Linked DNA regions of Hordeum vulgare: region 1 is linked to region 2. A link is a contact called in public HiChIP or PLAC-seq data. All regions are on one chromosome and are shown on one strand. Each heading gives the region's core, a stretch centred on a gene start, on an enhancer-like site or on the middle of the called end of the contact. The rest is flanking DNA. Distances are from core to core; before and after follow the strand shown.

Region 1 (3,405 bases), core at 873-3,372, 230 kb after region 2:
TTGTGGTTTGGTGTTTGGGGTATTTCCTCACTGATGAATTACTCTCGAAGACTCTGAGGAATTTGGGTTGCTCTTATGACAAGTGTCAGTTTCTAACGGAGCAGCCAACCAGCTAATGGTTGTGGGGGGCGGCTATTTATAGCCTGGGAGCATCCTGACATGATTTGACATTAATGTCCTTAACTAATATGACCGTTGATGTGGATAAGACGAATGATGTGGCGTGGCTATCAAAACGGTCGGGGCCCTCAACTTTGAGAGTCCTCATGTCACTCATATTCCTCACTTGAGGCTTTTGGTAGGATTAGACTTGGGTTGAGCATCATGAGGAAATTCATCCCAATGTGTTACCTCGACCCCCTTTAACAGTACGGTGTTCCTATTACTCAAGTGTGAAGAAAATAAAATAGAAAGAGTAAATCTTCATGCTTCAAAGTCTTGAGAATGATTTTCTTCAGGACACACCGAATTCCTCAATTTCAATATCTTCATGAGGAATATCAATGTCATCGCAAATTCTTCGCGATTCAAATCTTCAGCTTTAGACCAATTTCTTCAACCGAATATATACATTTTTAGGGGTCGATATTCATCGAATATTTCAAACTCCTCAGCGACTTATTGATCCTGTGTACACTCATGAACACATTAGATACTTAACCTATAAGTCTTCAAACCACCAAAATCACTAAGGGGCACTATATGCACTTACAAAAAGTTCGCAGCATAGGCGCACCTCCTCGGTGTGCTCCCACGCCGACTGGGTCACCACCGACACGAGGATGCGATGCGGGTCCAGATGCCAACCATGAGGCGGGTTGACATCTGGATACGGGAAGGGCTGGTGGTACTTCCACTGCCACCGCACCTGATGCACTCGGATGTACAACTGCTCCCTTTCTCTTGGCGGCCCGCATTGAGGTGGCTGGGACGCACGGGAGGAGCTGGCGCGGTGGGTGAGCTTCCCCTTGTACCTGCGAAGTACCCCATGGCGCTAGGGTTTGGTTGTCGTCTGGAAAGGGGCAAGCTTGACTAGATGTGGATGAGAGGAGGGAAGTGGATGAGGCCGACCCCGCACGGTTACATTACAAAGGATCGGTGACCCGCAACTTTAATCCACTGTCAGACGGACCCGGGACAGGTGGCTGCATTTAATAAGATCACCCGCGATGGTCGGGCGGTCAACGGGTGGGGCCGCGGCAGACATCGAGCGGACGCGCCATGAGTCCGTTTTGTATGCACACGAACGCAAACCAGACACAAATTTGGACATGAAGTTCGTCCAGACGAACACCGAACGGACGTGCGACGTGTCTCTTTTGTATTCGCACGAAGGCAAACCAAGCATAAATTTGGACATGAAATGCGTTCAAACGGACACCAAACTGACTTTTTTTGGATTTGATTCCGTGCATTAGACCATGTTTTGTTCCGTTACCATCTAAACAAACACGCACGAACAGTTTGGGTGGTCGGGTTGAAACTGCTCTAAAAACTCAAAGAGCTAGTGACATCCTGTAGTCGAACACAAAAGAAGAAGAAAGAAAAGAACCAATGAATCCAGACTCCCTTTGGCCGACCCGACCCAACCAGATTTGGCCAAACGGGCCGGGTAAATGGGCCGACCCAACAGCCCGCGTGCGTGGCATGACACAGGCCCGACCCGACACGAAGCATGCCTCGAACCGTGCCTGGACCTGGAGGCCGGGCACGCGGGCCGACACGGCACGACCCGTTTATTATATATATATATATATATATATATATATATATATATATACACACACACACATACAAGAATACGGTCCAATAAACCTAAAATAAGCCCATAAGGCTAAAAAATTGCGGCCCAGCGTGATAATCGGGCCAACATGTTGACCCGTTTAATAATCAGATCGTGCTTGGGCCTAGAGACGCAGCCCACGGACCGACATGACACTACTCGACTAATAAACGTGCCGTGGCAGCCCGATTACCACAGGCCGTGTCGGGCCGGTCCGTTTGGCCAGGTGAGGACCCAACCAATCTATTCACGGAGAGACTGAGCGTAACAGCGACCAGAACCGTCATCCACCTTCCCATCCCATTCCCACCCGGACCAAACCCTCCTCCAAGCTGAACGAAAGCCAGGCCAAGCCGAACCGACCCGCCCCCTAAAATCCCAATCCCTTCTCCCGTCCGTCTTCCCTTCTCCACCCCCCCCTTCCTCCACGGACGAATCCAACCCCCCTCGCCCACGCATCTCGCCCCCGCGCGCCCCCCCTTTCCCTTCCCCCGCAAGCAACGACGGGCAGAGAGGGGGCGTCGGGGAATCGGCGGCCGCCGGCGGCGATGAGGTCGACGGACTCCTCGTCGCGGTTCGTGCAGGAGCTGGTCCTGTACGCGGCGAGCGCGGCGCTCAGCTGCCTCGTCCTCTTCGCCGGCCTCCGCCAGCTCGACCCCAACCGCGAGTCCTCCAAGAAGGCGCTCCAGCAGAAGAAGGAGATCGCCAAGCGCCTCGGCAGGCCCCTCATCTCCACCACCCCCTACGAGGTAGTAGCGCGTCACCGCCCTCCACCCTCCACCCATTCCAATCCCTCCACCCCGAACCCAATCCAATCCAATCCAATCCAGGGCTCTAATCTCCGGATTGCTCGCAGGACGTGATTGCGTGCGACGTCATCAACCCCGACGAGATCGACGTCGAGTTCGAGTCCGTCGGCGGCCTCGACGAGGTCAAGCAGGCGCTCTACGAGCTCGTCATCCTGCCCCTGCGCCGCCCCGAGCTCTTCGCCTACGGCAAGCTCCTCAGCCCGCAGAAGGGGGTGCTCCTCTACGGCCCGCCAGGGACCGGCAAGACCATGCTGGCCAAGGCCATCGCCAAGGAGTCGGGCGCCGTCTTCATCAACGTCAGGATATCCAATCTCATGAGCAAGTGGTTCGGTGACGCCCAGAAGCTCGGTAAGCCGCCTCCTAAGATTCTATCCTGTTTGCTGGAATTCATCCTTCCTGCTTCCAATCTTGTTCCTGTACTGACAAAAAAAAAATCTTGCTCCGTGACGTGTATATATCTGTTGTGAAGATGCTCATTTTCTGTAACCCTGTGCCAGTGTCTGCCGTCTTTAGTCTGGCAAACAAGCTCCAGCCTGCCATTATCTTCATCGATGAGGTCGATAGCTTCTTGGGACAGCGTCGGAACACAGACCATGAAGCTTTGACTAACATGAAGACGGAGTTCATGTCTCTATGGGACGGTTTCACCACCGATCGTGAGCACTCTCCCTTGTTGCTTTCATAACACACTGTATATATTTATAATACAGGTTCATAAGTATTTGCTAACAACGTTATAAAGTGTTTTGGCCTCTTAGAGTAGCAGTCTGCATGAAGCTAACAATTAGACAAATGCCACTATCCAAGGACTTC
Region 2 (3,658 bases), core at 535-3,034:
CGTGGCCATGACGGTTGAGCTGGGATTATCCATCCATCTCTTTCCGCAATAATGCCGCTCGGATCGGTCGATCGATCGGGCCAGCCAGCCACGTACGCGGTCATGGACAAAGATTCATGCGTCTCTGGACGTGGACAAAGCGGAAATCGTTTTGCAGTTTCTTCCCGACCACCAGAAAAGATCGACGTGGGCAAAGAGGAAATCGTCCATTACTTGCACCACATGCGTTCTCGTTGGGCGTCGATCGAATTACTTACTCCATAGTATTCTGGTTTGTTGCGGCATCCTTGTCTATGGTGCAGCGTGAAGGTTCTTTCTAGGTAGGGGAAAGAGAATGTCTTGTTTGCACGTGGAACGACTAAAGGTTCGATCGAGCCGTGAGCGGTAGGAATCAGCTGGACGGGCACGCACGACACTGCATTTCTTGCGGACCGTCGACCCTTCTCACCCGAAGAATTCGTACGGAAATATGGAGGAGATGGTGAAAGTGTAGTGTAGAAGCACTTTTGCCTAACTAATGTGAAGGAGATATGTTGTGTCTGGATCGGCAAACGCTAGCTATAGATGTGCCTTCGGCAGAAATGGCATGTATTTGTTGGCCTTGACTGAACTACATCAATATACAGCTAGTAGAGTACTCCCTCCGTTCCAGATTAATTGTCTTAGATTTGTCCATATACATGTGTATCTATGCACATTTCTAATTAAGGAAAATGACAATATATATAATTGACTGGTTGCATGTGCTTGGCTGGCCCCGTTTTCTAAAACTTACGCGGCATCGATCCTTGTACTCCGGTATCTTTGCGTCAGATAGATACAATGTGTACGTGCTGTTGCAGACGTACTTGCATCATGGACGATCTATATGACTATATCCGGTAGCTATAGAGGTGCTTTCGGCAGAAATGGCATGTATTTGTTGGCCTTGACTGGACTACAGTAACACTATCTACTCCAGCGCAGCAACTTTCCTAATTAATGAAAATGACAAACATATAGTAATTGATTGGTTGCATGTGCTTGGCTGGCCCCATTTTCTCAAACGTACGCGGCATCCTTGTATCTTTGTGTCAGATATTGCTACAATGTGTGCAGACGTACTTGCATCATGAACGATCGATATCCGCCGAGCAAACAGATTAAAAGAAGCGGAAGGAAATCCCACAAGGAGGAGAACAAAACAAATCCAGGAGAGCTCTTCACCGGAGAACGATGGTGTCGTGTGGATGTGTAATAATTAATCGCGGTGCTGGTGTGGTGGCGAGGAAGAGGAAAGAATCAGGTACGGGAGCGCTTCACTTACACGAAGGCGGAGGAGTAGGACCACTTGGCCGTGACGGGGACCTGCAGCGGCGGCAGCTTGTCGGCGATGGTGACCTGCACGGTGCTGGTCTGCCGGTCCAGGCCCATTACCACGGCGGCGACCAGCGTCGCCGCCAGGATGAACACGCGCAGCGCCACGCCGCACCCGTCCACCGCCGGCTTGCTGGGCGCCGCCGCTCCCATGTAACTCCTCCGGCTGTCGGACAGGCTGCTCACGCCGCTGAACCCGGGCTTCACCCGCGACGACTCCATTGCCGACGCCGGTTTCTCGGGTGGCTGAGCGGGCGAAACGGTGCGGTGGTGGTGTGGCACGGAGCGCGTGCGTCACTGACTCGCTACCTGAGGTGTGGTTGGCTCTATCTATGCAAGAATGCGTTGGACGGGGATCGCTACTTATGGTTGGAAGTAGGTTGGGGACGGGTCACCGCGACGAGCATGGCTACCGCTCACCGTCTTAACGGGTAACGAACTGAAATCGACTGGATTTTTTGCCGCCGAATAAATGGAGTCAGCTGAAATTTTCTGGAGTCCCAGTTGATTCCTTTCTTTAGGGAAGTCTCGGTTGATTCAGAAAGTGTGGTTTTTGGTATAAAATGTAACTTGCATTTTTTACTTCAACCACTCCCTCCGTTCTTCCTTTATACTCCACTAGTCAAATACCCGTGCGTTGCCACGGGAGATATCAAAAAATAATGATGTTACCGATCAAATCATTGTACTATTCAATGTTGATGTGCTTACTTGAGAGTATAAAATATTATGATCAGTTTGACTATAGAAAATACATTATTTATTTGGGTATATCATATAAACTCTATGAGCTCTAAGTTTTATGACTAATATATATTTCTGGATGGCGACTTTCAAAGACTAAAATTGAATATGAAACTTAAGTGATAGCTCTTATACTTTTGACAATTCGTTTCCTTGTCTGTGTCACATCATTCTCTTTGTGTTGCAGACAAAAAGCTTTATTGAACTAATGTGTCACCTGGTGTAGCTGGCAATGTACATCATCAGGATTTCATGTACAGTCTAGGTACATTAGCCAACACCATAAAGATTAGAGGCGTGTGCATGGCACGGGAAAGAAAAATTAATGACTAAATTTGGCACTTTATTTTAAACAAAATAATTAGATATTAGATGACGCCAATAAATAGTACTCCCTCCTTTCTAATACATTTTCTTGTTTTCATTGCACAACTTTAACTTTTGGTTCAAGTCTCCCACAAATGGATCTAGTCACAAGTAGGTTCGTGGATCTCGTTTGTTGGCTGAGTTGGCAATGGATCTATTAAGTGGGCTTGGCTGGTAACTTTTTAGGCTGGTGTAATCATGGCCCTGGCTCAAGTGACGATGAGATTTTTTTTATCGATGGCCGTCGTATGTGGGGAGGAGGTCGAACCATCACGACGTTCGATTCTGCTTTAATAGTAGAGATAGTTTGATGCCCGTGTGTTGCAATGGAATAAATAAAATGGCATACCATCTATTTCAGATATCTGTCTAATGCGAGGGCGTAATTTCCATCGATATAGGAACACATATCAATTCTCGTTTCCACTTCTTTCCTCCTCAACAGCCACCACTCCTTGAATGAAGGCACAGTGTCATGTTTTTCGTGCCTCTCGTTCCCTTCCGCTTTCATGCTCTTCATTCAACCTTGTAACAAACCTAGTATTCCATACTCCTCGCATTGCCATGGAAGTAAAAATAGTGTAAATGTGTGTTTCAATGTTGTGGTTTTTCCATGTGTGTGATAACATAACAAAATTATCTTGCTTCTTACTATTCGACTACCATACACCACTTTGACCCCGATGATGATGCCTTGACATCGATTATAATATGGGTGCTCATATATTAGCTTAGTTCTTGGTTACAAATTTATTTGTTTTGTAGGGTGGATCCCATACATATGCATGCAAAACAAGTAATTAAAAATGATTTAATTAACCAATTATCTCAGCGAAGTCGTTGGCAACCAACTGATACAAAGTCTGGGTTAGAATGTAGCCAAAATATAGAAGCCCTAGCCGAATGGTACCCAAATTTCACTATAGCATGGCCAACAGAATTACATGAACAATGGCAAAAGGTAAACTCATGCATGTCTATCAAACGGTCATCATGCAAGTACTCCTCATATTATGAGGCGGTACAATACATCATAATCCGCCAAATAAAAGTCACCAACATTGAGTGCTTGGATCAACATATGTGAGTCCAACTCCAAAATATGGGAGAAAAGTCTGTGAGTCATCTATCCATTCAGAATCATGCACTTGCATACCAGCCTAATGAAATAAAAGGATTACTTTCCTTGGAA

Evidence for each region. HiChIP or PLAC-seq counts read pairs in DNA pulled down with a chosen protein or histone mark.
Region 1: an H3K4me3 HiChIP or PLAC-seq map of embryo shows a contact between it and region 2, with 7 times the contacts expected there. The contact joins the promoter of LOC123407240 here to the promoter of LOC123412943 in region 2.

Annotation. Positions count from the first base shown.
Region 1 is chr7H:537,851,545-537,854,949 of MorexV3_pseudomolecules_assembly, forward strand. LOC123407240 (outer mitochondrial transmembrane helix translocase-like) reads left to right here and starts at 2,123. Exons shown (of 6, transcript XM_045100330.1): 1 at 2,123-2,532; 2 at 2,640-2,940; 3 at 3,090-3,248. The coding sequence starts at 2,332.
Region 2 is chr7H:537,619,660-537,623,317 of MorexV3_pseudomolecules_assembly, forward strand. LOC123412943 (CASP-like protein 1E1) reads right to left here and starts at 1,785. Exons shown (of 2, transcript XM_045105903.1): 1 at 1,307-1,785. The coding sequence starts at 1,578.